Regions from separate parts of the Mus musculus genome. Here all the other regions are linked to region 3. A link is a contact called in public HiChIP or PLAC-seq and promoter capture Hi-C data. All regions are on one chromosome and are shown on one strand. Each heading gives the region's core, a stretch centred on a gene start, on an enhancer-like site or on the middle of the called end of the contact. The rest is flanking DNA. Distances are from core to core; before and after follow the strand shown. Region 1 overlaps Sobp (sine oculis binding protein). Region 2 overlaps Rtn4ip1 (reticulon 4 interacting protein 1). Region 3 holds the start of Mtres1 (mitochondrial transcription rescue factor 1). Region 4 overlaps Crybg1 (crystallin beta-gamma domain containing 1). Region 5 holds the start of Qrsl1 (glutaminyl-tRNA synthase (glutamine-hydrolyzing)-like 1). Region 6 overlaps Crybg1 (crystallin beta-gamma domain containing 1).

Region 1 (4,889 bases), core at 1,995-4,494, 500 kb after region 3:
ATTTGTGCATTGTGTGTGTGCATGTGTGAGTGCATGTGTGTGTGCATGTGTATGTATTTGTGCATTGTGTGTGTGTGTGTGTGTGTGTGCGCGCGCGCGCGTGCACGCATGTACATGCCATGGCATGAAGGCGTCAGAGGACCAATTGTAGGCATTGGTTCTCTCTTTTTACCATGTTGGTTCAGGAAATGACATCAGATCCCCATCTTTGCCCATTGAGCTATCTCAGGAGCCCACTTCTGACTCTGGAATCTAGAGCCAGGACCATACACAGTATGTGGTAATCCGGTGACTTGCTTTAGCAATGGGCATCTTTCTGGAGTTTGTTCTCCAGGATTTTCTTTGCGTACCATCTTTGGGAGTACAGATAGGACAAACCCTATGTCACAGCAGAAGTCGCAGTGGTGTCAAAGAGAGTTTCCAAGGAAGAAGAAAACCATGTGGGCTTGGAGAGGAGCAGTGAGTGAGTCTGTTAGACTTGCTGTCAGGATGCCCATTAGCCCATTCACCACTACTGAAAACAAACCCTTGGGAGTATACATTACCCAGCAGTCCCTTCTCCCCAAAAGTCACATAGGAACTGCTTCTAGATGCTCTGACAAATACCTGTCAAAGTCACCTTAAGAAAGGCAGGGTTTATTCCAGGCTCACAATTTAAAGGTTCAATCTATGGTCAGGGGCAGGAGGGGGGCATGTAATGGTGGAAGGAGGCTCCATAGTAACAGGAATGTACCTAGGAAGATTTACCCTCCCACATCTTGGTGAAATAGGAAGCAAGTAGTAGACAGGAAGTGCATCAGGCTGTGAATGTCAAGGCCAGACCCCAGGGTTGGCTCCATTTTCTCTAGGAAGGTCCCATCTCCTCAAGATTCCATAAGCTTCCAAAACCATCAGCTGGGTAACCTGTGAGGGACGTTTTACATTTGAGCCACGACTCTTCAGTCTTCTGCTGGGATATAGGACTGTAAATGTAATAGCTGTCTTTTGATTTTGTGCTTTCTCTGGAATCTAAAGCCTTGTAAACACTATGTGGTGCTCAGTGACTCACTCTAATAGTGGACATTTTTCTTGATTATGTTTCCTAAGATTCTCTAGTAAGGTCCGATGTGTCTCTCACAGAACTGCAATTTCAGTAGGTTTTTGATTATATAATCTCAAGTTAAAAATCAAGCATACCCTCATATGTTTTTATTTATAAGCTTAAACATGTACAACTGTACTGATATGTTCATATGTGCATTATGAATTCCCCCAAACACATGATTGATAAGAACTGCAAATTGGCATTCCAATACTCTTATCTTAAAGTAGCCATCTTTGCTACTTTGTGTACCATAGTCCATCTTCAAAACTCCCTCCATTAAGGTCTGTACTAGCTGTTAAACAAGGTTACCTTTTATATTGCCAGCCCTTATAAATCAGGGAAGTCTGATGGTCTTGGCATAGGTGTCCTCGGAAGGAAGGAAGGAAACAGAGGTTCTCAGGAGACCTATAGCTAGAGGAAGCTGAGCATGACCTCACATCATCACTGGCCGCAGGGAAGGACTAAACCAGATCAGAAGCATTAAGGACGACTGGGCAGTGGGTCAAGACCTTGAAGAGTTACTATATCAGCTTTCCATTACTAGAACCAAACACCTGACATAGTCGCTTTAAAGAGAAAGAGGGTTTGTTTTGCCTTAAAGTGTAGGAGGTTCTAGTCCACAGTCAAATGGCTCCATGCTCTGGGCTATGCTGGAGCAATAATGGTTCACATTTCTCCAGGAACCAGAAAGGACTAGAAGAGGGAGAGACAGGGTCACACTGTCCCCTTTAAAGGCTTCCCAGTGACCTCAGAGTCTCTCATAGGGTCCTAGCTCCTAAGGTTTCACCATCTCCCAGTAGCAGCACCCTGGCAATTTCCCTGAATGATGGACATTTGGGAGACGCTCCTACAAGCCATAGCTGACACATGATGGGTCTCAGCTGTCATGTTGCACTTTTAACTCATTTCCAGCCCCATCTTAGTTCTGCATGGAACCCCAAGCCTCACTCTAAGTACAAAATGTCCAGTTACCATAAAGCCAAGCTGGGATCCAAACGGCTCACCATATTCATAGTCACCTCTTTTCAGTCACATCCCCTCTCCCAAATGGAGATGGCTGTTACAGTCACAAAGCTTTTGAGCTCCATGGGAACCAATGATAACACTTGAGCAAAGCTACTCCATCAGACTCTTGTCCAGCTGTCAGGTATTAGGGGCAAGATGGTCACTCCTCACGGCAGAGGAGTGGAGCTATCCCGGGGCTCTCTGACTGGGACAGTCCACACGGGTCTGCAGAGCTGGACTCTTGTTCTTTTCTGGAACCCCCTCTGGAGTGTCTTCTGTAAGAGGAATCTTTGCTGGATCCTGCAGTGGAGGATACTTGGGAGGGAACTGGCCCCCAGAGATATCAGGGAGTGTGTGGAGGGGAGGCAGGACTAAAAAAATGCAGTCTTAAATCTGTGAGCTTGTGCATGGCTTCTCAGAAGGCTTTAGCAGATTTCATAGGGTTACAATGTAACATCCCAGGGTCTCTCACCTGCCACTGAGTAGCTGAGTCAGAGACCTGAAGTGGAGGGCAGAAGGGCTCACTGAGTGCTTTCTGACAATGTTACAGAGGGCTGAGAATATCTAAAGGCCCACATGTTTATTTATTTATTTTATTTTATTTTATTTTTCGAGACAGGGTTTTTCTGTGTAGCCCTGGCTGTCCTGGAACTCACTCTGCTAAAGGCCCAAATCTTGTTCCAAACACCATCTTCTGACTGGTTCCGCCATAGTGTTCCCCCCACCCCCATACATGCATGTGCATGTACACACACACACACACACACACACACACACACACACACACACAAACACACACACACTAGGCTGGAGAGAGAATTAATAAAAAGCAATTTTGAATACTTGCCTTGAAAGGAATTAACCATTTGTCCCCCTGGAAGCTTTTAAATGAATTCATTATTACTTAGGTTCCCATTGGTAGACTGTGATTCCAGACCGCTGGTGGGAGCAGCTGTGTGCTTGGAATCACTACATGGAGGGTCCCAGAAGCCTGCCCTCCCTGTTTGCTTCTCGGCCTGCCCAGGCTGTGCTGTCAGCCTTCTGGCTTTACTTCTGAAGGTCAAACGGCTCTGCCTCCTGCTGCTGCCCACCTCCCTCTGTTCTAAAGACTTCTGAAGCAAGGCAGGGGGAATAATGGGGAACACCCGTGAGGCCTTTGTTAAAACATCTGAGCCTGGGATGTTTATTGGCCATTCATTTCCCAGGGAAGGGGAGAGGGAGAGGATCCTGGCAGAGCCAAAGAACAGCAATCTTCAGGGAAGAAAGGAAAAGGCCAGCAATGGCAACAGAAACTTCCTGCAGATGTGGAGCTTGAAGAAATCCAGAGAGCAAGGCTATTTTTAGTAAGAGTAAGAGTGCAAACCATGATAGACGCCACAGGCTGCTGTCACTAACATTTGGCTATAAGCAACATTTTCATATTTAAACATGACAGCCCAGCAAGTCGTGGAGGAAGGAAAAAAAACAAAAAAACCACAGTGCTGTCTGCTGGCTGAATAAAAATGATGGCCTTCTCTAGGCCCAGGGGAAGGAGCAGCAGCTCCATGAGATGGTCAGCCAGCCAGCACTGTGTTCACCTGTATCATCATGAATATTTATACGTCAGCCGCTGAGGTCAGGATGCTGAGCTGCGGTGGTGAGTGGAAAAGCTGTGCCGTGTTCCCTCTGCAGGAAACTCAGCTTGTTCAGCCCACTCTGCTCAATTAAGCGTGCACGCATAGAAATACAACACTCAAGTAAGCATGAATAAAAATATATTAAATTTGAAGAAGTTAAGTAATACCATTGGGAAAGCCAGTGAACTTGAGGTGAACCCAAGTTACATCAAAAAAGAGGATCCCCGAAACATGAGATCTGGAGCAGTTTGGCAGACCCTGGATGAAACATCTGCCTTATGTCCTCTGGGCTGTGCACAGGTGTCTCACAAGCCACTGTCTAGAGGCTTGGCACACACATCCTCTTGAAACTTTATGTATCGAGCATGACTTCAAGTCCTGGTAAAAATTAACACTGGTAATGTGGGTTTGGAGTGGGCTGGGGACACTGAGGACAAGGCCTGAGTGACAAGCCTCTCCACTCCCCCATTGCCCGTTCTGAGTGGAATCTGCTTCTGTCCTGCTCTGGTAGTTTAGTGGTCAGTTACTAGTGCTCCTGATATCTAGCAGAGTGGCTTAGAACTGAGCGAGCCACAAAAGGGAGACACACAGGGTCGGGCCAGCAGCCTCTGGTTGGCACAGATGCAAAATGACAGATAGGGCTGGTTTTTTTTTTTTTTTTTTTTAATTTCCAGCCTGTGTTAACATTGGTCCACAGGCACAAAAGCTTGGACTTTTCCAGACAGCCAGCAAAACAGAGAGAGAGGGAGAGACAGAGAGAGAGAGAGAGAGGGAGGGAGGGAGGGAGGGAGGGAGGGAAGGAGAGAGAGAGAGAGAGAGAGAGAGAGAGAGAGAGCGCAGAGAGGGTTTGTCTAGCCTCCCTCTTTTTTTGAGTAAAGAGCAAGAAATTAAAATGTCAGCTCCAGAGTCACCAGCGTTGTGGGCCCATCCATATTTAGGAGACAGGGCTAGGAGACTTGGAGGTAGGGCTAGGGGATTTGGGGTTAAGTATGCTAAATGTATGTGGCGTAGTATTTGCCATTTTAAGCATGCAGTCTGATGGCATCTCAGTATAGTGGGACCATCGTCAGTCTCTGTTGCCAAAATTCTGTCATCACCCTAAACAATCAGTAAGCAAAACCACATTTCTCCCCAAGCCTTCAGCCCCTGATAACTTCTGTTTACTCTAGGAAGTTGCCTGAGTC
Region 2 (4,995 bases), core at 1,253-3,752, 400 kb before region 3:
CAGAGAAAGGGAATGTCCGCTCAATAACTGGCCGGATCTGTAAAACACAGGGAGAGACCAACAGGTTGACAAGAAAGCCGAGGCTTTCCAAGGCAGTGTCTACAGCTACCCCGAAACGGCAAGGGCTCCAGCTTCCCCGATGTTTCCCCATTCCATCTCACCTCTCCAATCTTACCCTCAGTTTCAACTTTACCCCAGCTCTCTCCACTCTGTCATGCTGACACTACTGCTCAGAGCCCAGCCACATCTCCCAAACCTGGCATTCCCAAACACTACATTCAAACCTTGGCCTTCATGCTGCTTGGCGTTTCCACTTGTTCAAAATTCTATTTTATTTACTAAAGTGTGGTTGCGCGTGTGTGGTCATGTGTGGTTATGTGTGTGGTTGTGTGTGTGTGGGTGTGTATGTGTGACTGGTGTGGGTGTAGATCAGTGCCCTATCTGGTATATGTAGAAATCAAAAGACAACTTTTAGGAAGTGGCTCTCTCCTATCCTGCCTACACATGGGGCTGAAGACATGGCTCAGCAGTTAAGAGCACTGGCTGCTACTCCAAAGGGTCAATTTCCAGCACCCACATGGCAGCTCACAATTGTCTGCAACTACAGTTCCAGGGACTCTAACACCCATACACAAACAGAATGCAGGCAAAACACTAGTGCACATAAAATAAAACTAAATATCAAGGCTGGCATGAGACTTGCTTGGCAAATGCTATTACACTGAGCCTTCCCACCAGGCCTCTGTTACTTTATAACTCTGTAAGCTATGGTCTGTTAGCCTCTCTTCTGCACGCCTGCACCCCTGGCCTCACAGCCCTTTCTAGCCTTCACCTGCAGGAGCTCTCCCTCTGTGCTACTCCAGGAACGACCGAGCCCTTCTCAAATGTACTTACTACAGCTGAGCACAAGGCTCTGACGAGTTCCCTGCTGTACAGGAAGGAGCACACAAGCACAGCTTGTTTTCTCATCTTAAACATCTGCATATACATTTAGTCAGAGCAGAAAGCATCTGTGCATAGACCTCATCTTTATACATCTATAATACCAACATGTACAATACCGACACATAGGCACTAACGGAAAAGCAGTGAGGTAGGAAGCAAGAGTCCTGTGTGAGCTCTCTGGGCCTTGGGAATTCCTTCCTCTCAGCAGCAGCAGCAGCAGCAGCAGCAGCAGCAGAAGAAGAAGAAGAATGCTAACCATGTACAGGCTGAGGAACGCCAGCCCAGCCACCTCAGAGGGTCTGGGTACTGCCAGCTATCTGTACAGTGCCTCAGTACTGACAGAAGCCTCCTGAGAGCAGGTCCCAGCAACACCCTCTCTCTGCAGAAATCCACCTCAATTCCTCCTCCCAAATGTCCAGCAGACACAGTCACTGTCCCTGGCCACCTCCCTGAACAGCTTCTCACAGCTCCACTGACAAGGATCAGCTGCCACGAGGCACACCCTGACTCAGAGCCTGAATGAGTCTCTTCCTCTGACAAAGGATGAGAAGGTTTAGGACATTCAGGTGCATCTGGTGCAATTTCCTCTGATGTGACTGTCAGAGCTCAGGCTCCCCAGAGATGAAGATTCTTCTGTACCCACGAGTCTGCAAGCCCAGAGTCACAGCACAAGTGGGAAGCACCGTCACTGTTGGAGGGAGGGAAGCCCCCAAGTTACAAACCTTCGGGTAGGTGATGGTCCTTTCTTCTGACATTCTGCAGCACAGAGCTGAGTTACTGTGCCGAGTGGCAGGACTCAACTGATGTCACTGCCGCTGCTCTCTCTACTGCACAGGCCTGTCACTGCCTGTCACTACCATCTGATGATTTTCACCTCCACCCAGGAAGGAGCAGAAAGGTGGCCAGGGATTACAGTGAGTTATCACAACTGAACCCTAACCTTCCTTCCACACGTCAGCTGAAGAGCTGGTCTCTAAAGCTGCATTCAGCCCCCCAAGATGACAGATGAAGTGAGAGACTGCTTATAGAGAGTACTACTAACTGATGACTGCCAGCACTGAGCAGGACCCCAGACCGTTGCACAGCACTGCAGAAACATGCTAAGGGCTGAGCTGCCTCCTCTCATAAGAGAAAGGAAGGCACTGGGCCGTGTTGTGTTCCACATGAACTCTAAACCCTTCACTCCCCTGAGAGCTCCAGGGACACGTTACCCAATGCCATTTAGTTCATAAATGGATGGCCTGCAAGCATACGGAAGACATTCCCCAGAGCCTCTTGGTACAGTGCAATCAGACTGAGTACGTTCCAGAAAGGTATGTACACACTTCTGAGGGAATATATGACCTTTTTTTGCTTTATTCGTATACACGAGACACTACCATCCACATAGCCCTGCCTTCTTCAAAGCTCACAAAGCCTCCTGCCTGTAAATCACTAGATTAGAGCAGGCTCACAAACAGCCTCCACTCCAGAATCCATTGCCTGAGCCATCAAGCCAGCCTCACTTCAGTGCCCTCTGCCAAAGCCACAGAAGCTGACCTGTTGACTGGGCAACTTGTGGTGTCTGTGCACTTTAATCTGACTGGGCAGGCCCTTTGTGACAAAGAGCAGGAAAGGGCTGACCACGGCATAATGAGTCATTTATCAATTCCCGTAAATGACAATGGGGAAAAAAGGCTTTCAAACTACAGTCAAGCAAATGCCCCCAGTGGTTGGATCTGTGACAGTATGGGGAGATTAGCTGCATAATGTGAGACGGTGTCCACGCACAGCCACACACTGGACCTAGAATGCCTGTCTGTTAAAGACAAAGGGATCAGAGTTAACTCCAGAGAGGGGACAGAAAGGTTACTCACAGTGAAGTGGGACATTATGTGATGACACAGCTATAGTGCATTTGGCAAGGGGAGCCCAGTTATAAAGCAGGCAAAGCCACACTTCCCACTACATAGGCACCTCAGACACTCAGGGCTCACAGGTGACCAGGAAACAGCAGCAGCCCTTACTCAGTGTGGGAGCCACATGTGGGGTCTCCTGAGCGCACTTCCCTCCCTTAAACAGAACCCAGGATCTAGCACTTGCCGCCTGGCATCCTTTTAAGATGGGACCCTCCCTAGGTATGAGCTCACCACGCACAGCATTGCTGCTTAGCAGCCACTGGGCAAGCCTTTGAGGGGCAGGAAGAGCTACAGGGGATGAGTGTTTGAGTATTTACAACACGAAGCTGAAACCCAAGTGCTCCAGTAGTCCATGCAAAGCCAAAGGATTCAGGATTACAGCCAGAGTGAGGACCTGGGGTCCTTGACTGTGCTGCCAGATGACATGAAGGTGTTTGGGGAGTTAGTCTGTCCACTTTTCCCAAACTCCACAGCCTCGTCCTCTGCAGGCACATCCCCTAGGCACAGAACTGAAATTTTCAGAAGGTAAGGTACATGAGGACAGACCAACAGATGGCAGATAGCAAGGAAGACTCAAGAGCTCCTGGCATGAGTCCAAATCCACACCCCTGGAATGCCAACAGGACCATAGTCCCAGGGCCATGGCTGGGATGGCCACCCCCAGTTTCTGTTAGCCCAGGACTTCCCAGGCCTGTCAATGTCAATGTCAGGAGGAAGGTGGTTCTCAATCTCCAGGGATAATAAGACAACAGGAAGAGGGGAGTTTTGTTCCAGCTTGCTGTTTCTCAGGCACTTCCTGTGCTCAGAAAGGAACATTAAAGGAGCAGGATGGTGGGTGAAGCTGTGCTCCAAGAGAACAGACGTACCCACCAGGAGAGCGTCCAGAAAGCAGTCCCTTCCAGCCAGGCAAGTGGAAGAAACAGTTCCAAGAGCTTGGTAATAAAAATCAGCAAAGCCAGCATGATGGTCACATATGTGACCCCAAAGCCAGGGGCTAGGTGTGAGAGCATATTAATTCAAGGGCAGCCTGGGCTACGTACTGAGACCTGGAACCTTGTTTAAAAAAACAAACACAAAAAGCAAAAACCAAGGCAAAAATAAACAAGAAAATAAAAAGAGCCCAGAAGCATCGAGCCTACAGGATGAGATGCTGGGGTATCTGGTAAGCTTTTCGAGTGGTTGTCAGGATCCAATGGAGCAGGATCCAGCCACAGTATGAAGCTTGAGGCTTGGATCATGGTCTACTATTAAGGTAGCTTGGCCATACATGGGAAATCACCTATCTCAGAACTCTCTGCATTCTCTTTCAAAGCTACATGTCTAGACACATGTGACTAGTTAAATCAATCAAGTGACCACACTGAAAAGGCCAGTCTCCCAGTTGCACTAGCCACAGTCTCCCAGTTGCACTAGCCACAACCCTAATCCTCCATGGTTGTAAGTGCTTCAGTGGCTGCTACTGACCAGGCTTTTCCACCACTATAGAAAGCTCTGTGGATAGTGCTGACGGGAGGTGACGGCTCACAGCAAGCATGAAATAGAACTCGGGGAAGATTATGCCACTGCTCAGTCAAGCTTGAATGGTCAACTAGAATTCTGAAGAGACCCATGAGCATTAAGGACATGACATTAAAGGGGTTTAAACTTTTCATAGGCAGGCATAGTAGTGCATGCCTTTAATCCTAGCACTCAGAAAGCTGGAACTCTGTGAGTTCCAGGACAGCCAGATCTACATAGTGAGTGAGTTCCAGGACAACCAGGACCCTGTCTCAAAACAAAACCAACAAAAAACTTGTATGGGGAATGTAAGTATGCAGATAAGGATACACAAAAGGCTAAAAGGGGCTGGGAGTGGCACAGGTTTTTAATCTCTGTGAATCTGACACTAGCTTCACCTATATAGAGGGTTCGAGGGCTACACAGTGAGACCTTGTCTCAATTAATCAGTCACTAAGTCAGTCAGTGGGAAGTAGGTGGTTCAATCCTGTTATCTCAGCTCCTCTGCGGGCTGAAGTGACAGAATCGCTTGAGCCTATGAGCTCAAGGCTAGCAGGTAATTTAAAATTCTATAACAAAAATGATAAGGAAGTAAAGCCTCCTCCTTCCACACTTGTCTCTAGCCGTCTAGTTTCCCTCTTCAAGAGCAACCAAT
Region 3 (5,156 bases), core at 219-2,718:
GCTACCATACCCTGCAATCTTTTTAATTTTTTTAAAAAATTTTTTCCCAAGGGGTGGTGAACTGGCTCAAAGGATAAAGGCTTTCGCTGCCAAGACTAAAAGACCTGAGTTCCCTAGGTCAAACATGATGGCAGGTGTTGACCTACAAGTAAATGCAACTGTGTATCCCTCCTGATCTCACAATGTCAACCGTGTAGATGTATCATTTCAGCATTTGAAACAATTTGTAGTTGTGCATTCCTCTTATACAAACACAATCAAGAAACTATTGTGCCAACTTAGGAGAAAGGAGCATCAATGAAAAGGCGGGGAACAGAGCTCACAGACTTGGAAGGGAAACGTCTGAAAAAGAAGAAAATCAGGAAGGCTACTTCTCGTTTAATACAGCATATATCCCAACAAACGTTAACGCAAACATATCTAAACCTGGGCTCCAGAGGGAAGGGCACTGGCTGCTCTTCCAGATGAGCCAGATTCCATTCCCAGCATCTGCATGGTGGTTAGCAACCATCTGTAACTCCAGTCCCAGGAGATGCAATGCCCTCTTCTGGCCTCCTTCAGCATAGAGGCACATGGTACATGCAGGCAAAGACACTCATACACGTAAAAGTATTTACGTTTTAAAAACAAACAAACAAAACAAAACAAAACAAAAAAACAACTTTTGTGAAACTGACTGTACTCTAGTGTCTGGGCTATATTCCATCTGACTCCCAAGGTTTGTTTTCACTGGTTCCACTAAACCGTGTTTTCCTAGACTCTAACCCCTGTCCAATCACTTCTGGCATGGCAAGAAAACTGAACGAAAACGGTGTGACTTAGTTTTTTTTGGGGGGTGGGGGGTCAGGGGTTGATATATTGAGACAGGGTTTCATGTAACCCAAGCTGGTCTCAAGCTTGTTATGTAGCCAAAGACAGGTCAAGTGACTTACTTGATCTTTCTGCCTCCACTCCCCCAATGATAGGATCACACCCAATGTGAGGTATTTTATTTATTCCCATTTATATTTATTTCTTTGTAGCTCAGCCTGGCCTCGAACTTCCTAGTCATGTACCCAAGGAAAACCTTGAACCCCCATTCTTCCTACCTCGGTCTCTCCAGTGTTGGGATTACAGCGATACACCTACACACGGACGGGTTAGAAGTAAACTCTTATATTCTGTGATGTTAAGACAGTTTTCTGGAGACAACATCTATAACTCACTAAGAAGTTCAGGGCTTTGGCTATTCGAGAGAAAGAACTTTTGCTTCCAAACCAAATTCTTCTGGAACTGGCTGCCAAGCTCAGCGGGCCTGGGATGGGCCTCCCACGTCCCCTCTCCCCCCCCCCCCCCCCCCCACCTCACTTCCCCACACCCCGACCTCAACAGCGTGGTCCTCCAAGGCGCCGCGTCCAGCAGGGGACGCTGTGAGGCCACCACCGTGCTCAGATGCGCCTAGGGGTCCACTCTCTGCGTAGGCTGGGGCGGAAGAGGCGGGGCAGGTGCGGAGGTGGCTCCCGCCTGCGGTCGGCGCGGTCCGGGGAGGGACCAGCGGACTGCGCAGGTGAGTGCGCCCCTACTGGCCCGCCGGCTCAGCCCCTCGCCGGGCGCTTCGCCCTCGGCTGGCTTCTGCCCTGCGGCGCTCCGGCCGTGTCTGCGAACCCTTCCCGTTCCGCAGAGTTGGGGTTGCCTAGGGACGCCTCTCGAACCCCGGGACCGTGGGAATTAAGCTGGCCCAGGCTGTGCGTCCCCGGACTTGGGTGCAGCAAGCTGCAGACACACTGACTCGGGGCTGGGCGGCGTGGGAGTGTCCAGTTTCCTTTGACCTTGGGGGACCTGGGGAAGGTTCGGGATGGGAGGGCTCCAGGGGAACTCGATCTTGTGTAGAAGTCCGCTTCCGACGTCCGCAGAAGGGAAGGGTTTCGTAGCTGTAGACCCAACCAACTGGAGGCCAGGCCCGGGTCTTACAGAGCGGTGACACGCTAAGGAACGTGGATCCACTCCCAGCGTAGTGCAGGTCAAGGACAGCTTTGCCTGTGTATCCTAAACACTGCTCTTCTGCCAGTCTTAGCCTTCGTTATAGAGTCTATAGCTTTATAGAAATCTCACCCGAAACGAACCTTACGGGCTTTCTTTCCTAGTCATCTCTAATGCAAACTGCCGTCAAGGAGATTTTTTCATATGGACTCCTGCCGGGTTACTTTCCTACTAAAACTCTCTGTATCTCTCGTGCCGTCTGGGTGACCTCCAGACTTAGGTCTATAAGACTTTTTTAAGGCGGCCTCGTTGTGACTGGCTTCTTACTTTTATAGTGAACGATGTCCTTGAACACGTGAGCTCCTGCCTCTTTCCCAGATGCTTGAATTATAGGCTTGCAACAGCGTTCCTAGCTTCTGCAAGTTTTTAATTACCAGGCACTATTTCTGTGCACGTGAGATAAATAAAACAGGGATGAAGAAGAAGTCTAGTCTTGTGGAGTGTATGCACATGCAGACAGCATCTGGTAAATTACACAGCAGCCTGTGATTAGCTCTGGGGGTGGGGTAAGTGTGGTAAAGGGGACCGATTGGCAAGGTGGAGTTGCGTTGGAATAGTTGGAATGGAATGGGTAGGCCCCGCTGAGGGGATGTGTTTGAGTCTAGACTTGAAGGTGAGTTTCCTTGCAGATACCTAAGTGAGAGTGTTCTAGGCCTGTCTGGAACAAAGGTCCCTAGTTTGTCCAGAATGTGTCCCCCTAGTTTCATGTGTTAGGAATTTGGTGCAGTACCTTTAGGAAGAGCAGGGCCATGAAGGTTCTTTCTGAAGAATGGACAGTCGGTATTAGTGGGTATTAAGGGAGTACGTGGCTTTGTTATGAAAACAAGCTCTCTCTGGCATGCTTACACCATCCTTATCTTCCACCTTGTGATGCAGCAAGAAGTCCTTTCACCAAATGGCAGCTTCTAAAGGGCAGAAGGGAAGGGGAGTTTGTTTAAGGGGAGAAGAGGGTTAGAGGCAGTTGACTTGAATTTCCCAGACTCTAGAGGCATGAGTAAAAAAAAATCTCTATCCTTTATAATCACCCCAGCTCTAAATCAGTTGTAGCCATGGAAAACACTCTTTAAGGATAGCTGCTTGTGTGTAAGGACCATGAAGACTAGTGTCAGTGCGGCAGGGGCTGAAGCTGACCAAGTAAGACAGACACGGTTGTCACTGTTCAGGTTTTGTTTAGTTTGGGTTTTGTGTGTGAGGGTGTGGTGTAGCTGTCTCATTTAGGGCTGAGCACGTAAGTCCCCGTACTTTAATCAGTTTATACTTTAACTGATGCCCACTGCAAAGAGAAGCTTTTTAAAGCTAACTTCTGGGTGTATATGTAGAAGGCACTTTGACACCATATTTGTGTAGCAAACCAACAACAGGTTCCCCAGGATCTTCCCAGCCATGGACTTTTGGACCGGGTTTACAGTAGCACCTTTCTTAATTCTGTGAAACAGGCTCTCATTGAGTTAACCAGGCTGGCCTCGGCCACACTCTGGCCTAAGCAGCCATTGATCCGTCACATCACCCTGCCCCACCAGGCCCAGGAGTGTTTTTTTCTTTTGAATGCTTTGGGGGAGCTGCTTTTATAGTCTTGCCTGGTAGTTCATGCTGGCCTGAACTTTTACCATGCCAAACCTGAAGTCGTATTCACTCCCTGAAACCCATGCCAGAAAGCCAGATGTGTTGCCAAGATGAGAGAGAGACGACTTATATACACCATGTATACAAACAACAGTAATTAACATGAATAATCCAGGAAGCCGGGCGTGGTGGTGCACACCTTTAATCCCAGTACTCGGGAGGCAGGCGGATTTCTGAGTTCGAGGCCAGCCTGGTCTTCAGAGTGAGTTCCAGGACAGCCATGGTTATACAGAGAAACCCTGTCTCGAAAAAAGAAGAAGAAAACTGTCCAGGAGTGGACACCTGTAGTCTCCAGTCACCAGCACTTTGGAGGCAGAAGAGTTTCAAGGCAGCCTAGAGAATTTGAGCTACCTGAGACCCTGTCTCAAAGCAAGGCAGTGGAAAGTCATGAGAAGCGGGACATGGTGTGACGTGCTTGTAATCCCAAAGTGTGGGAGCCCCGGGGAGGCTGTGAACTGAAGGACAACAGGGCTATATAACAAGACCTTGCCTTGAAAAGAAAGAAAGGAAAGCCACTAGCTTCTGTTTTGAGTCACCAGGCAGATGCTGTTACATTAACTAAAATGAAGAAGGTTCCAGGTTCAGCAGGTCTGATATCACGTGTTTGGTTCTGGGTTTGGTCATGTCAGACACTTAGTTAGACATTGTGTCTGTGGGCCTCAGCATATAGCCATACCCGCAGCTATGATTTATTACATTGTGGGTTTATGATGCAAAGTAAGGAAAAGGGAGAGACATGGGCAAAAAGAAGGAAGCCAGGCCTGGTGTTATCTACAAGTCTGCCTTGGGATCATGCAGGAAGCGTGGAATTCCTCCACAGCAACTTAGGGCAGGCTTCTAGGAGAAAAGCTAAGTGCTCAGTGTGAAGCAGATCACAGTCTCAGTAGAGTGAGTCACTTAAGTTTGGAGAATGTGGGGAACTCTGCTGAAGTCCAGTTTCACAGTCACTAGTCAGCACAGGGTTGGCAGCAGGCCTTACTACAAACAGCAGTCACGGGTCCTCTGTACTGACTCTGCTCAGGTGGACAAGGATCGTAATCCATACCTGTAAACCCAGTACAAGAGGCCAAGGCGGGAGGAGCAAAAGTTCGGAAGTAGCCTTTGCTAGCATGGTGAGTTTAAAGCAGCCTAGAATACATGAAACCTTACCTCAAAAGGGAGGCGTGGGGGTGCGAAGGCAAAAGACATATTGGCGCTACCAGAATCTGGAAAGGGACAAATGATAAGGATGGCAGAAGATCTGGGACCGTCAGGAGGCCATACAAAAGGAAAAGAAATTGTGTGTGTGTGTGTGTGTGTGTGTGTGTGTGTGTGTGTGAGTGAAGAGAGTGAGTATGTTTGTGTATGTGATATGGAAGCTAGGTGAGGTCATTGGAATTCTGTCACTCCATCACTGTCTACCTCATTGCCTCAAGACTGGTCTCTCACTGAACCTGAAGCTTGCCATCATCGCTAGGCTGGGTGGCTGGCTGGTTAGCGAGCTCTCCCAATGTCTGTGTTTCCCAAAGGGTGGA
Region 4 (4,504 bases), core at 1,452-3,951, 430 kb before region 3:
CAGCTCTATCCCCCAGCTCTCCCTGCTGAACCATAAGTCCAGCTCCATCCCCCAGCTCTTCCTGCAGAGCCATGAGTCCAGCTCTATCCCCCAGCTCTCCCTGCTGACCCATAAGTCCAGCTCCATCCCCCAGCTCTTCCTGCAAAGCCATGAGTCCAGCTCCATCCCCCAGCTCTCCCTGCACAGCCATGTATCCAGCTTTATCCCCCAGCTCTCCCTACTGAGCCATGAGTCCAGCTCCATCCTGCAGCTAGCTCTCCCTGCTCCAGATGCACCTGTTGCCCCTGTTTCCTACACCTGTCCTATGCACCATGATTTTTTATCATTTTCAAATCAACTTTAGAATACTCTGGCTCTTTAATATCTTTTAAACATTGCCTTTGGAGTGTTCCAAAACCTAATGCTTTTTAACTTTTTAATTTTTAACTAGTAAGTGTTATCATGTAGTTGATTTTTATATATGATTAGAAAATTTTAATTTGTATTCCAGGATTTAGTGCTATTTATTGTTGTTGTTGTTGTTTACATTTGTGTGTGTGTTGGCATATAGGCACATGTGAGTCTGGAGAATTGTACTCAGCCTTTACCTGCTGAGCCATCTTGTTGGTCCTGTTTTTGCTGAGCCAAAGCAGCCTTTATTATGTAGCCCATGGCTGCCGTGGACTTGGAATCTTTCTTCCTCATCCTCTTGAGTCCTGGGATTGTAGGCTATACCACTATGTCCAGCTTGGGGTTTTTTGTTTGTTTTGTTTTTCTGGCTATGTCTTGTGGGGGCTGGAAGCCAGGGTCTCACACATGCTGGACAAGAACCACACCCCTAGCCCAAGTAAGTGCTATTGAATGACAGGGTCAATGTTTAGCTATTTTTTTTTTTAGCTATTTAACTTCTCCAAATTATTGGCATATCTCCCTTCTATTGCAGGTAGTTATTTATGAAAAGCCTTCCTTTGAAGGAAGGTGTATGGAGCTAGAAACAGAAATGAGTAGTTTTATCATGGAAGGAGGTGAGACAGAAGAAACAACTGGAAACAACAACTTGCCCTTTACATCCGTGGGGTCTATGAAAGTCCTAAGAGGCGTGTAAGTACAAGGGTAATGGTAAGATTTCTCTTGTTCCCTGATGAAATAAGAAATGTGCCCTCTTTTCCCCAAAGACACATTCCTGATTATAGTCTGGTGATATTTTGTGGAGAGTAGGGAGTCATGGAGACTGAACCCCAGGCTGTTGTCATACATGCTGGGTCTGTATGACGTCATCCCCAGCAGGGTCTGCTGAGCTGGACTTGTGCCAGTGGCTGAAGGGACACTATAGGGGGGTCTGGTGTGGAGCTCATACAGAGCTGTACAGATTGATTTTTAAAGTGTCATGTTCCAATCTAATGAATCATTTATTAATTTTCTTTCTAATTTTCATGATCTTTTTGAACTTTATAGATCTTGCACATTTCTAGTAAAAGCATATACTGAAACAGTCTTGTAAGTAGGCAAAAGTGTAGATTTCTAACTATTTATCTTTATTTTATGTGTATGAGTGTCTCACCTGCATGTATGTCTGTGCACCACATCTGTGCAGTGTCTGAGGAGTCTAAAAGATGGCGTCAGAGCCTCTGGAACTGGAGTCACAGTTTTAGCTGTTATGTGGGTTACTGAGATCCTCTGCAAGAGAAACAAGTGCTCTTAACTGCTGAGCCATCTCTCTAGCCCTTCATTTTAATTACATACACAACCACACATCCAAATGCACACACATACATATACACCACACTCAAAAGCTTGCGCGCTCGCACGCGCGCGCGCGCACACACACACACACACACACACACACATACTCACAGATACATACAACTACACTCCTTTACAGAACTCTAACATGTTTCTTAGGTTTTTTTTCTGAGGTTTCTCTCTGAACAAATTCTCTTAAACATTAAACAATTCTAACAAAAGCACATAAATTTGTATGCTGTCCTTTCTAAACTTGGAGAATTTCACAAATTCACACCAAATATTATATTTGTGTTTGTCAGTACATGGGGCACATGGGAAGCATTGCGAATGTCTGACTGGCCGCTTGCTCTTTCTCTCGTAGCTGGGTTGCTTATGAGAAGTGTGGCTTCACTGGCCACCAGTATTTGCTGGAGGAGGGAGAATACAGGGACTGGAACGCCTGGGGAGGCTACAATGGAGAGCTCCAGTCTCTGCGGCCTATATTAAGTGTAAGTTAAGGAGAAGCTAACAGCCAACGTGAGGTCCTTTCGGGATGATGAGCGGCTACCCTTTACACTTGAATCTCTCATTCTTAATAGGATTTTTCAAATGCGCACATGATAATGTACAGTGAGAAGAACTTTGGCTCCAAAGGTTCCAGTATTGATGTGTTGGGAATTGTTGCCAATTTGAAGGAGACCGGCTACGGAGTGAAGACACAGTCAATCAATGTACTGAGTGGCGTGTAAGTGAAGCAATCCCACCAGGAGGTGAAGCTTGGGTTTCACTCGGGTTTCTGTTAAATTAGTAGTCTGTGATGCAGAGTCAGCCCTCAGTAAATATCTCACGGGTAAACATTAATTCAGCCCCTTTGTATTTACAGCTGTGACACTTTCATGGCTGGCCTAAAAATATTCTGATGTAACCTTTTCCCCCCATTGGAGCAGGCTCTTGGTGTCATGGTGGAAATATGCAGCCCTGTGGCCCTTTGTCTGAATGGATGGATTGTTAGTAAGCTGGCATTGACTTTGAGGTTGGGAGAAAGTCCCAGTAGGCTCTCCTGTAGTGCTATGGCTGCCAGTGCTCCCTCACTAGTATGTTGACATAAAAACCACTGTTTAGACTACCTGGAGTGGTCAGCTTACCTGACCTTGGCATCTGCTTACCCCAGCCTTCCGTGCTGAGAGTATGGCACTCCACTCCGTGTTTTCACCAATGCCAAGTCTTTACCGAGATGTGACTCTGAGGCGGAAGTGACTGATCAGGCATACCAGCCTAAGAGATAGAAACAGAACTTATTGGCTGCACAATAAAAAGGCCTAGAGAAGATTTTGTTTCTGGCCAGGCACAGTAGCATAGACCTGTGCTCTCAGCACTGAAGAGGTGGAAACAGAAAGACTGAGTTCAAGGCCAGCCTGGGTGACATAGTCGGGTCCTGTCTGGAAGCAGTAACAGTGACAAGGCCAATCAAGCAAAAATGGTTTGCTGGGCTTGTTCCCAGGGCTCTCCCAGAGGTGGACCTCTTTACCCGTGGCCCACAGCCGTGGCTGACTCTCGTTCTCCCGACTCACTGCATGCTCAGGTTCCAGGTCTGACTTTGCTTCCGTGGCGTGGGTCATTAGTACATGCCTTAAGTAGAGAGGTGACTGTGCTGCTATGGTGTGGCCATCCTAGGGTCAGTTCCCCAGTGGGTATGATTGAAGTGTATGGCTCCCCAGGAATCAGAACGGACACCAGATCTCTGCCATAGGGAACTGTTCTCATGATCCAGCACGTGACCCTGCTGATTTCTTCTAAGTGGTAATGTTATTAAAAGGACAGGAAGAAAGCAGATGTTGGTTCTATTGAAAGCAGTTGGTGTTAGCCTACTGAATCTGGCTGGCCTCAGCCCTAATGCATTTCTCGAGGCCTCCCCCAAGACCCTGGCGAGTCTGACATGTCTACAGTGAACACACTTGTGTTGTTAGTCACTACATCATTGCGTAGGTTGTCACTTGTCACTAGGCTGTATTAATTACATCATTAGCCCTAACATGGTATGTTCACATGGTATGATCACAGCTGGCCGTCTACCAGAACCAGGAGTTGTCTGAACATAGGGCAGAGGCCACCGGAAACAATGTGCTGGCTTTGCAGTAATTTCAGATCATGCTTATTATTGTCTGAAAAAGTTGTAGTGAGCCATTCAGTCTTGGAGAAACAGTCACCAGGTATCCTTGCTCTTCAGTCATCTACCTAGCAGAGGAAGCTGGAGGATGCTGGGTAGATGTTGATGTAGGCTGAGTTAGCACAGCACATAATTCTCGGAGCCTGTTTTCCTTCCTTCTTACCCGCACTGCTTGCTTCATATCAGTTTCCTTCAATAGGATGTTGGGCTTTTATATCTTTCGATTTTTAGTCATTTTTAGTTGTATTTCTTGGCAGAGTCTTTTTTTTCCTTGTAGCAACTGAGGTTTGGTATTAGAGGAAGTAGAAGGGAGGCACAGTTGTACATACACACACATATACACACACCACATACACACACACACACACACACACACACCACATACACATACAATACACACAAACATACATATACCACACACATACACACCACACATACATACCACATACACATGCATAAACCACATACACCACATACATATACACATACAACACACACATACACACACAACACACACATACACACCACACATACATACCACATACACCACACACATAACACATACAACACACATATATACACACAACACACACAAACATACATACACCACACACATACACACCACACATACAT
Region 5 (5,155 bases), core at 1,341-3,840, 360 kb before region 3:
TTTTACAGTGACTGCACTTTCAGTTCAGACCAGGAACATGCGCTTCTCAAAGCCATACGTGGCTCACTGGCCGCTATCCTCACCAACATAGCTCTAGGAAGTCACTAAATGTGCTAAATGCAACATTCAAAAGTAGAGACCCAGAGGCTCTCCAGGTCTGGTATGCCTGCAATCTGAACAATGTGTCTTTAAAAAGCATCTTCTTTTCCAAGTCTTTATGGGGCAACCTTTCCATCATTATTTCAAGTAACAGTGTAACAGTGTAACAGAAGACAGAACCATGTATGAAAATCCAGATGTCGTAAAAGGCATCAAAGAGATGTACTGAAGTGTAAAACAATGCTAACTTGTCTCAATTTCCTGGATTATTTTGGAAAATTATTTTTACAACTTATTAAATTGTATTTATTTAGGGCATAGCAAAATGTGGCACAGGCAACTTTCCATGGTGATTTCTCTCCTTCTACCATGCAAGTCACAGGGACTGAACCTGGGTCTTTGGGCTTGACAGCAAGTGCCTTTCCCCACTGGGCCATCTCACTGACATACACAGTTCTTCTATCCCAGAAACCTCTTTGGAATTAAATCCTGTGCTATATCAATCACTGCCCTACACTAAGTCATACATGAGCACTCCTGCTGAGGCACTGAAGGCCACTGTAGGCCCCCACACAAGCCCTTCAGAACACTGACCCAGGGTTAAACATGGCAGCTTCCTTAACCACTAGGTAGTTAACTTCCTGTGAATTGGTCATCTCAGAACATATTCATCTTCAGAAGACACACGTGAGTTCCCATAAGCGAGACTGACAATATTTTTGCCAGTTTTTTCCAGAATTAAAGTAATTTATAAATACAAATCAATTTGTTCACCACTATAATAGAACCACAGTATAGAATATAAGAATACATTTAAGGAATGCTCTCCCCAAGCTGTTCAATATGACCCAGCAAGAGAAATTAGGATAACATTATCCCAGCTTCAGCGGGTGTATAACAAGAAAACACATTTAAGCTGGAGGTGGGGAGTGGGGAATGGGGATATGAGAAATGACGAGGATGCTGTGCCCCTATCAGGAGTTCTGCTCTGTTGCTTGGTACACTGGGCCTATAACAGAAGCTGTGAACCGTGGGACAGCAAGAAGGATACAGGAATTACATAGACCCAGACTCTGAACTGATGGGGAAACATAGCCAAACTCTGGAGCCTGTGCTGGACCCTAAAATTACCACAGAGCAAATTAACTGTAGATATCACTTCTCGGTCCCAACTCATATGTGAAAGGAAACAAACACATTTAATAAAAGATTAAAGTATACCTTAGCAGTTGTGACAACAAAACGTCGTAAATATTTGCAGGGATAGTATCAGAAACCAGATGGCTCTGCCTATAGTGGTGCTTGCTACCAAGCCTGGTGGTCAGTTTAATGCCCGGAGCCTACCTGGTAGAAGGAAGAAACTCACTCCCACAAGATGTCCTTTGACCTCCACTTGGGCCCTGTTCCACACACCCAAACACAAAATAAATACATGTAATAAGAAACCTAAATGACTCCCTCACGCCAACCTAAATGTAGTCTATTAACTAGGTGTGGTCTACACCTGCTAAATCCCAGGCCTGGAGAGGCAGAGCAGGAGGGCGGCAGAGTGGAGACTAGTCAGTGGTATACAATGAATTGGAGGCCAGCCTGGGCTAGACAACGACCCCTTGTTTCAAAAGAAAAACAACAAAACACCTGTGTGCCCAGTGAATTTTGATTTAAAACCAAACAAACCCGGACAACTTACTTCTCATATTAACATCTATAGGATTTACACTGGCAGCGTGGACTTTGATAATGACTTCATTTGGATAGTGTATGATAGGTAACATCATGTTCTGGGTGAATCGAAGGACTTCATTCTTTCCATATTTATCTATCACCCAAGCGGGCATGACAGTGCTCCTCGCAGACGTAGTACTAATGCCTCTAAATGGTGGCTTTGGGATAACTGTCCTTCTCCAGAAGCAGGCGGCGGCACAAGCACTTCTTCTAAGTACACAGGTCTTCAAAACGCCCATCCTGAGCAGGGATGGAGAACGTTTCCTCGAAAAAAAGAAAAGAAAAAAAGAAAAAGAAAAAAGAAAGGAGGAGCGGGGGTGGGGGGTGCGACGGTGGAGAGAAAGGACCTGAAGCAGGTCAAACTAACACATTTCAATTCAGCCAAAATCTGCCAAACCCACAGGTCAATTAAGCGAGGGGGAGCTTTCAGAAGCAAACTCAACCTAAAGCCGCGACGGAATTAAAATAGAATTGCTACTGTGCTCCCCACGTCAGAAATGTCCCAGTTGGCGTCCAGTCAGTACACTGGCCATTCCTTCCTTACGCTCTCCTTCCCCTTAAGGAAAAAAAAGCAAGCAAGCAGGGAGTCCTCAGAGGGACAAGCAAACAAGGCTAGCAATTCCTAGGTCAGGCGGATTCCTGACACGACCCCGGCCGCGGTCTCCTTGCCTGTCCGCGCGCCTCCGGTCGCCGGCGCGCGAGCCAATCGTGTGCAGAGATCATTTCCGCCGCCCGGAACTCGACCAATCCAGGCGCTCGTTGTTAAAGAGGAGCCAAGATGTCTGCGCCCATGTAACGCCGGTGGCAGAGATTGACTCCTTCCTCTGTTCCGGGACCCGGTGCTACCGGCTGACTCCGAGGGCTATGCTGGGCCGGACTCTCCGAGAAGTGAGTGGACATGGCCAGGAGGGGACCAGGGAGGGCTGAGACACTGGAGGACTCGGAAGTTCAAGGTCGCCCCGGGTCACGCCGCACGGCACGCCCCCCCCCCCCGACCGCCTACATTCCTGAGTGGGAAGTGGGATTCGAACCTAAGCTCTTACCGTACACGCTGAGTCAATCCCCTAGAGTCAGAACGTCAAAAAGTTTGAACCCCTGAGCCGTGGAGTGGAACGACAGTCAACCCGCGCGATTAGGGAGAGGTTTCTCAGACAAGCCATCTCAGTCCCGTCGCTGCTGTGCTCGCTTAGGGACGGGGCGGTTTTGTAGCATGCACATTTGAAACAAACAAAAAAATTGGTGGCTTAAAAAAAAAAACAAAAAAAAACTAGGATTTCTACCACATCGTGTTTGAACATCTACTTAAGCTGTAGGTCGCAACCACAAATGTAGGAGAAAATGTGACAGCAGTTTTGAAAGGGAAGGAGGAGTGTTCCTGAGACAGTGGGCAAAGTTAATTCAAAAATCAAACTGTGAGTTGTGAGTTCAAGGTGTTTCTGACCGCACCCAGCGGTGCTTCCTCACGACTCTCTGCAGCAGGGTATGTGTGCACTGCCCAGCAAATGCTGCCGGAAACATCTCAACTCAGAATCGAGAGTATTGTTTATTAAGATTTAACATATGAGCAACTTTTCTAAACTTGTAGAAACATAATTATTTAATTTCAGAAAGCAAAACCTTTTAATATTTTACTAAATCGTTTTTCAGCTTGTCATACCCTAAGTGTGAAATGCGTGCATCTTTGGGATTTGTTGCTTTAAGGTGCTTGATTCTAAAAATGGCTGAGTTATTGACTTGAGTCTCATTCAAAAATCACTAAATAAGTTTTGATGTGAGATTATTCAGCTTTTTCCCAATATGGCGCTAAACATGCTCCTACAATTTTGTACAACATATTTATGCAAAGTGGTGTTCTCAGCACTGATATATCAAATCAAAATATTGGTAAACTGAAAAAAAATGAAAAACGTTGAGGAAACCTACAGCCAGGATTTAATTCTTTATTTAAAAATAAGCAAGTCTATGCATTTATTGGTATGCAGGTTTACTTTCATCTTTAATAGTAGAATTATGTACACCAAATAATTTTGTAAATATCTATATTTATTTATTTATTTATCTATTGTATATGGGTCTTTTGACTGCATGTATGTCTGCACACCAGAAGAGTGTATCAGATCCCATGTCACTACAGTCTTAAGTGGTTGAGAGCTGCCTTATGGGTGCTGGGATTTGAACTCAGGGCCTGTGGAAGAGCAGCCAGTGCTCTTAGCTGCTGAGGCACTACTCTAGACTCCATAGAATGGTTCTAAAATCAAATCCTTTATGATTTAGCAATTAATGCCTTGTATACCTACTTTGTATCTCAGTATACCTGTGCTTTGCAAAGCTTGTCTAGCACAAAAGGATTGTGAGTAGAAAAAGCTTCAGAAGCCCTGCCCAGGCTCGTATCTGTGAGGGCCTTCTGGAGGGCTCTTCCAAATGCCCAGAACACTCTAAACAAAGCAGAGGTGTCATTGCCCAAGCCAGAACAAAACCGGGAAGCACACCGTTACCCGTGGGTCTGTACACTGCCCTTCACTCTCCCTGTCCATCAACTCACTAAGCCCTCTAGTCTGTTCTCTTGAGATACCGTCCCACCTTAAGTCTTAGTCTTGCTTCAATATGGCTCGCCTGCCTTTGTTTGGGGCCAAACTCTCTTCAAGCTTTACAACAGTCTGCTCACCCACTCAGAATCACCTGGGGCCTTAGTTAACCTTCAGCTGGTTACCACACTAGACTCAATTAGAAAGATCTGTGTGATTAAAGCCTAGAGTGTATGGCTTAATGGGGTCTCTGGGTAGATCCTGGTACCTTAGTATTGAGTACCTATCCTGCCTACCGCTTCCCTCTCCCTTTTGTGTCTCCATTTGAGAGTCTTTTCTTTTTCAGCTGGCACCATTTCAGTGATATATAGATATTATGTTAACATATGTGTATATGTACATATACACATGTGCATATACATTAAATTAACATATCTGTATATAAATATGTGTGTATGTATATATAAACATATATGCATATATGCTAATATATTTGTATATAATATATAAGAAAGGTGACATATATGTTAAATATATATAAATGCTAATTTATAAAATTACAATTACCGTACATTGTATGTGAGATATATATAAAATCTTACATAGTATGTGGCATATCAGATAGAGTCAAGTCAAGTTAACAACTGGGAAGAGCCATCACACATATACTGTTAGTGAAAAATCAAATTTGTTCCTTTTTTTTTCTTTTTTGAGTTAGACTCTTGTTCTGTAGCCCAAGCTAGCCTTACTAAGTTTGTTCTCTATAAGGAGTGGGGAATCCATTTCCTCGAGGTTGACACTGGTGT
Region 6 (4,619 bases), core at 32-2,531, 460 kb before region 3:
AGGGACAGCTCAGTGGATACAGTGTGAGGACCTGAGACCCATAGAAAAGGTGGTCATGGGAATGAGTGTCTCTAATCCCAGCATTCCCGTAGTGAGATGGAAGATGGAGCCAAGAAAAGCTTGGCAGCTCCCAGACCTGACAACTTGGGTGTGCAGTGCTGAACATCGAGAGACTGTCTCAGCAAAGTCGAACCTTGACACCCATGGTTGTCCTCTGACTTCACACATGCATGCATGCATGCATAAATACATACTGCGCATTTAAAATATGGGAAGGCATTAAGTATTTAAATTTGTTCCTTATACCTTGTAATGTCTGCCAGTTCAGTGCCACTCACTGTGAATGAATATGAATACTTGGTAAATTAATAGTTTCTTAGATTTATAGTCTCATCTGTCATATGTAGGTAAGATACTTTATATTAAAAATATGTGCTAGTGTTTGTAGGATTGTTTAGGAAGTTTCATGGGAAAGCAGATACACACCAGGGGATGCGGACTTTGTGGTCTCTTTGGCAGCTGGTTTGTATGTCGACTTAACACCAGGCTGCTAACTGCCCTGTTGCTTTGTCCTTGCAGCCCCGCCAGACCCAAACATGTGGAACTAAATCTGAAAACTCCGAAGAATCCTGACAGTTTGGGAAATGAGCACAACTCATTTAGCCAGCCAGTTCATAAGGGGAACACAGCCAACAAAATCTCCTTATTTGAAAACAAGCGGGCTAACAGTAGCCCCCGCCACCCCGACGTCCGTAACACAAGGAACAATCCTCCCTCTAGTAAGACATTTGTTGGGAGGGCGAAGCTGAACTTAGCCAAAAAGGCCAAAGAAATGGAGCAACCCGAAAAGAAAGCTGTGTCAACCAGCCACCAGAATGGCCTGGTGGTCAAAGAGCCATCTGCAGAAGGGAAAGGCACAGCAGTCCCTGTCCCCAGAGAAGAGATTCGTCCAGCCACCAGAGGAGGGGAAGGAGAGTCCACCAAGGATCAGGTCCTCCGCCCTGAGCCTGAGCAAAGTGATAAGCTGGATGTACAAACAGACACTGCCTATCCTTCCCACCCAGGGCCCACTGCTCTGGTTCCTGTGAAGGACTCTGAGCTCTCAGGAGAGGGCCAGCCAGAGGCTGCTGACAGCAAAGGCCCCGTCCTTAACAACACAAGTGATGTTGCACAGGACATCGCTGCCATTTGTGATGCCAGAGAGGCTCCCCCAAAGCCACAGGATGCATTTTCTGACTCACAGCCAGCTTCAGCGGCTGAGTCAGCTAGGGAGTCATCTCTCCCGCCTTCTGCACCCATTTCTGTGGACGCTCCCCAAGATGGCTGTGTTCAAGTTCCCATATGCAGTGTTCCCTGCACTGCTCTAGAAGTGTCAGAAAACCACAATGGGTGTGTTTCGCCAGTCTCTCCTCACACTGAGAAAACTCCCATCTCCAAACCTGGAGTGGGAGAAGCCAGTCCCCCTTCCACTCCAGAGCACAGCCCAGAAACTATGGGGAAAGACTGTCCCTCCAAAGTCCTCGTCCAGGTCCGGTCCTTTGTGCTTCCCGTGGAGAATCCTCAGGATGTGAGCTCTCAGGTCATCTCAGAGAGCTCTGAAGTTAGAGAGGCACAGCTGCCAAGCTGTCACAGTAATGAGCCTGAAGTGGTGTCTGTCACCACTTGTGTTCCGCAGCACGAGGATGCACCAGACACATCACCCAAGGACATCCATCACAGAGAAGGACATGTGGCACAGTCTCGACCACACATCACACAGTCAGGACCTGAGAAGGCTCCGCCCATCCAGAGCAGCAGTGGGATGCCCCAGACAGCGGAGTTCATCCTCACCCACTCTCCCAGCAGCAGAAGTCATGCAGAAGGCCCCCAAAGGCCAGGTCAAGATGCGACCAGCCCACTTACCCCTACCAGGCTTTTGAACATTTCTGCTGGTAGTGACAATAGTGTCTTGGATTCTTCTTCTGATATGGAAAAATTCACTGAAATTATTAAAAAGATGGACAGTGCAGTATGTGTGCCCCAGAAAAAGAAGAAGGCCCGGGTCCCAAACTCTCCAGCCCCTCACTTCGCTATGCCTCCCATTCACGAGGACAGTTTGGAAAAGGTGTTTGATCCCAACGTGTTCACCATTGGTTTAGGGAAGAAGAAGGAAAGCCTGGCAGAGGTGTCACCAGCTTTGCACTTGTTGCAGAACCACGACCCCATATCCAAACTGAGAGCCAAGCGTGCATCCACCGAGCAGAGCATCGTCTTCAAGTCCTTGCACACTAACAGTAATGGGAAGAGCGAGCCACAGACCACTTCAGAAGCAAGTGACAAGGAGAACAGGGACATCAACAGCGGCGGCGTTAAGAGGTCACGGCTAGAAAACAGCACGCTTTTCTCAAGCATGCTTTCTTCTCTGCCACAAGACAAAGTCTTTTCTCCCTCCGTGACGTCAGTCAACACAATGAGCACATCTTTTAGCACTTCTCAGAACAGCTCCGTATCTCAGTCATCAGTGGTACAGCCCAGGAAGGAGGGTGGCCTGCCCTGTGGCTCAGACAAAGAACAGCCACACCTTGCACCCCACAACTCCTTAAAGGTCTTCAATTTCAATTCATCAAATACATCTCGTCTGGGTTCCAGCCACATGGAAAAGTACCCACAAAAAGAGGGAAGCAAGGAAGATGTGAATTCTCAGGGCAACCTACAATTGCCAGAAAACAACCTTTCAGACTTACCCAAACTGAAGAACAGCGATGGCGTGGAAGGTATTCTGAAGTCAAACCTGCCGAATGTTGGGAGCGTGGACGCGGACTTCCTGGGCCTTTTCAAAGCAAGCCGGTATGACCCAGGCCATTCCTTTTCTGGAATGTCCTTATCAGACTCTATGGTAAGTACTAATTCTTATTTAGATGGGATGTTTCTAAACCTAGAGGCAGTGAGGGGCTCAGGTTGTATTTTTACAGGGGTTGTACATGTGCAATAAGTTTCTATTTGTTTACCATGTACCTTTTGTTTTGTTTTGAGACAGGGTTTCTTTGTGTAGCTCTGGCTGTCCTGGATTTAGTTGTGTAGACCTGGCTGGCCTTGAATTCACAGAGATCCACCTGCCTCTGTGCTATGATTAAAGGTGTGCACCACCACTGCCTCACCCCTCTACCCCTACCTCTGTGCACTTTTAAATCTATGTGCAAGGAACTCTTGGAGTCCAAGAAACAAAGACACCAACACTTCCTCCCCCAAGACATTTGTGGCCAAGCCGGGAGAATAAGTTATGTTTCAAGGCATTTGTGAATGTCAGTGTTGTACTATGGAAAGTATAGGAAAGATGCTTTGAGCGATCAGAAAACCTAGGAGACTCGTATTCTTTGTATTCTCTGTAAAAACACTCAGTGCTATATTTAGAATTTTCAAGATGTGTGAAACAGCTTCCTCTACTTGCAAAGGCCCCGCCCAGCCCAAGGATCCCCCTTCTCCTTCCTCTTTGCTCTGAGGTTTCACTCGCTCTCCATAATCGTCATATGTGTAGTTGGGAAACTACCTAAATGGGAATTTGTCTTCCTCAAGTTTGTGGCATAAAGTTTAGTTTGCATTCGTTCTTTCCCTGATAGAGGGAGCTGCAAAATGCAGCTTCCATTTCTTCCTCTCTGAACTGCCTGAAGTTTCCTCTTTGATGGAGACTGAACGTAGGGCCTTTTGTTAGTAAGCACGCTGTTTGTTGCTGGGCCCCATCACCAGCCCAGGATTGTTTGTGCCCTTCTGGTTCCAAGCTCCCTGTTTAAGTTGAGGGAGACTGTGCCTATAACTTGCTTTGCAGTGAGCAAAGCTGTCAGGCAAGTAGAGACATGACCACAGAAAGGACCTGGCGCCCTTCTTCACTGGGCAGGGTGTGGAGGTGGTTTTTGCTATAATCCTCTCATGTTCTGTGATTTTGGAAGCTTTTTCAAAATACATGGTTGGCTAGTTGTGATGAGACATGTCACCAATCACAGCACTCAGGAGGCCAAGGCAGGTAGACAGAAAGTTCAAGACCTGCCTCAGCTGTTTAACATGACTCTGACTAACACACACGTGCACACACACAGGTTTTCAGCATTATTACATGCAGGTTCTCTTTTTCATGGATTTTGTAAACTAATAGATTTTAAACTTTTTCCTAATTAATTAATTAACTAATTAACTTATATCCTCGTCACTGGCCCCCCAGGTCCCCCCTCACACAGTCCCTCCCCTATCCCCACCTCCCCTTCTCCTCTGAGAGGGTGGGGCCCACCGGTGTATTCTCCTGCCCCCACCATGGCACATCAAGTCTCTCCAAGGCTAGGTACATCCTCTTCCACTGAGGCCAGACAAGGCAGCCCAGCCAGGGGAATGGGACCCATAGCCAGGCAATAGCTTTAGGGATAGTCACTGCTCTGGTTGTTGGGAGACCCACATGAAGACTGAGCTGCATATCTGCTATGTATGTGCCAGACCCAGCCTGTGTATGCTATTTGGTTGGTGGTTCAGTCTCTGAGAGGCTCCAAGGGTCCTGATTAGTTGACTCTGATGGCCTTCCTATGGAATTCCTGTTCCCCTTTGGAGCCTTCGATCCTTTCCCCATATCTTCCATAAGAGCCCTCGAGCTCCATCCA

What was found. Promoter capture Hi-C pulls out the DNA fragments that hold promoters and counts their contacts. HiChIP or PLAC-seq counts read pairs in DNA pulled down with a chosen protein or histone mark.
Region 1: a contact with region 3 is called in an H3K4me3 HiChIP or PLAC-seq map of forebrain, with 5 times the contacts expected there. The contact joins the enhancer-like site here to the promoter of Mtres1 in region 3. A contact is called at or near these places in 2 of 39 promoter capture datasets (frontonasal cranial neural crest and hippocampal neurons), 2 of 484 Hi-C or Micro-C datasets (the N1E-115 cell line and embryonic stem cells) and 3 of 115 datasets of contacts at active chromatin or transcription factors (astrocytes, embryonic basal ganglia and forebrain).
Region 2: a FOXA1 HiChIP or PLAC-seq map of pancreatic cancer cells shows a contact between it and region 3. The contact joins the enhancer-like site here to the promoter of Mtres1 in region 3. A contact is called at or near these places in 10 of 39 promoter capture datasets (3T3-L1-derived adipocytes, the C10 cell line, the HPC-7 cell line and 6 more), 1 of 15 datasets of contacts at CTCF or cohesin (large pre-B cells), 1 of 484 Hi-C or Micro-C datasets (bone marrow-derived macrophages), 16 of 115 datasets of contacts at active chromatin or transcription factors (the NIH/3T3 cell line, acute myeloid leukemia, bone marrow-derived macrophages and 11 more) and 4 of 9 other capture datasets (adipose tissue, embryonic stem cells, liver and 1 more).
Region 4: a contact with region 3 is called in an HNF4G HiChIP or PLAC-seq map of pancreatic cancer cells. The contact joins the enhancer-like site here to the promoter of Mtres1 in region 3. A contact is called at or near these places in 5 of 39 promoter capture datasets (the 3T3-L1 cell line, the C10 cell line, the HPC-7 cell line and 2 more), 1 of 484 Hi-C or Micro-C datasets (bone marrow-derived macrophages), 10 of 115 datasets of contacts at active chromatin or transcription factors (the 230-238 cell line, bone marrow-derived macrophages, embryonic basal ganglia and 5 more) and 2 of 9 other capture datasets (liver and macrophages).
Region 5: a promoter capture Hi-C map of liver shows a contact between it and region 3, with 5 times the contacts expected there. The contact joins the promoter of Qrsl1 here to the promoter of Mtres1 in region 3. A contact is called at or near these places in 14 of 39 promoter capture datasets (the 3T3-L1 cell line, 3T3-L1-derived adipocytes, cranial neural crest and 10 more), 1 of 15 datasets of contacts at CTCF or cohesin (the NIH/3T3 cell line), 7 of 484 Hi-C or Micro-C datasets (CD4 T cells, Sertoli cells, bone marrow-derived macrophages and 4 more), 15 of 115 datasets of contacts at active chromatin or transcription factors (the NIH/3T3 cell line, the SCID.adh cell line, bone marrow-derived macrophages and 11 more) and 3 of 9 other capture datasets (adipose tissue, liver and pancreatic islet).
Region 6: a FOXA1 HiChIP or PLAC-seq map of pancreatic cancer cells shows a contact between it and region 3. The contact joins the enhancer-like site here to the promoter of Mtres1 in region 3. A contact is called at or near these places in 4 of 39 promoter capture datasets (the C10 cell line, cranial neural crest, embryonic stem cells and 1 more), 2 of 15 datasets of contacts at CTCF or cohesin (large pre-B cells and pro-B cells), 3 of 484 Hi-C or Micro-C datasets (B cells, bone marrow-derived macrophages and regulatory T cells), 11 of 115 datasets of contacts at active chromatin or transcription factors (acute myeloid leukemia, bone marrow-derived macrophages, embryonic forebrain and 6 more) and 3 of 9 other capture datasets (adipose tissue, liver and macrophages).

What each region holds. Positions count from the first base shown.
Region 1 is chr10:43,041,951-43,046,839 of GRCm38.p6, reverse strand. The region is part of intron 5 of Sobp (sine oculis binding protein); the gene reads left to right. All of the region lies in intron 1 of Gm47815 (a long non-coding RNA gene), which reads right to left. Among named protein-coding and RNA genes, the nearest start is that of Gm47815, 9.5 kb to the right of the region's middle. Within about 2 kb of position 3,244, at least 71 of the 459 cell types and tissues checked have an H3K27ac peak or open chromatin away from gene starts, as enhancers often do. A contact at or near this core is called in forebrain, where this site is marked.
Region 2 is chr10:43,941,463-43,946,457 of GRCm38.p6, reverse strand. It overlaps Rtn4ip1 (reticulon 4 interacting protein 1), which reads right to left. Exons shown (of 9, transcript NM_130892.5): 9 at 1-37. Among named protein-coding and RNA genes, the nearest start is that of Gm40636, 24 kb to the left of the region's middle. Within about 2 kb of position 2,502, at least 51 of the 459 cell types and tissues checked have an H3K27ac peak or open chromatin away from gene starts, as enhancers often do. A contact at or near this core is called in 3T3-L1-derived adipocytes, the HPC-7 cell line and pancreatic cancer cells, where this site is marked.
Region 3 is chr10:43,537,330-43,542,485 of GRCm38.p6, reverse strand. It overlaps Mtres1 (mitochondrial transcription rescue factor 1), which reads left to right and starts at 1,468. Exons shown (of 4, transcript NM_026411.2): 1 at 1,468-1,546.
Region 4 is chr10:43,971,603-43,976,106 of GRCm38.p6, reverse strand. Crybg1 (crystallin beta-gamma domain containing 1) reads left to right here. Exons shown (of 22, transcript NM_001368305.1): 11 at 923-1,080; 12 at 2,087-2,213; 13 at 2,304-2,449. Gm40636 (a long non-coding RNA gene) reads right to left here. Exons shown (of 5, transcript XR_871622.3): 2 at 2,871-2,979; 3 at 1,541-1,656. Among named protein-coding and RNA genes, the nearest start is that of Gm40636, 5.6 kb to the right of the region's middle. Within about 2 kb of position 2,701, at least 22 of the 459 cell types and tissues checked have an H3K27ac peak or open chromatin away from gene starts, as enhancers often do. A contact at or near this core is called in pancreatic cancer cells and stem cell-derived neural progenitor cells, where this site is marked.
Region 5 is chr10:43,899,171-43,904,325 of GRCm38.p6, reverse strand. It overlaps Qrsl1 (glutaminyl-tRNA synthase (glutamine-hydrolyzing)-like 1), which reads left to right and starts at 2,590. Exons shown (of 11, transcript NM_001081054.2): 1 at 2,590-2,712. The coding sequence starts at 2,689. It overlaps Rtn4ip1 (reticulon 4 interacting protein 1), which reads right to left and starts at 2,519. Exons shown (of 9, transcript NM_130892.5): 1 at 1,790-2,519. The coding sequence starts at 2,063.
Region 6 is chr10:43,995,308-43,999,926 of GRCm38.p6, reverse strand. It overlaps Crybg1 (crystallin beta-gamma domain containing 1), which reads left to right. Exons shown (of 22, transcript NM_001368305.1): 4 at 580-2,875. Among named protein-coding and RNA genes, the nearest start is that of Gm40636, 29 kb to the right of the region's middle. Within about 2 kb of position 1,281, at least 80 of the 459 cell types and tissues checked have an H3K27ac peak or open chromatin away from gene starts, as enhancers often do. A contact at or near this core is called in bone marrow-derived macrophages, macrophages, memory CD8 T cells and 2 more, where this site is marked.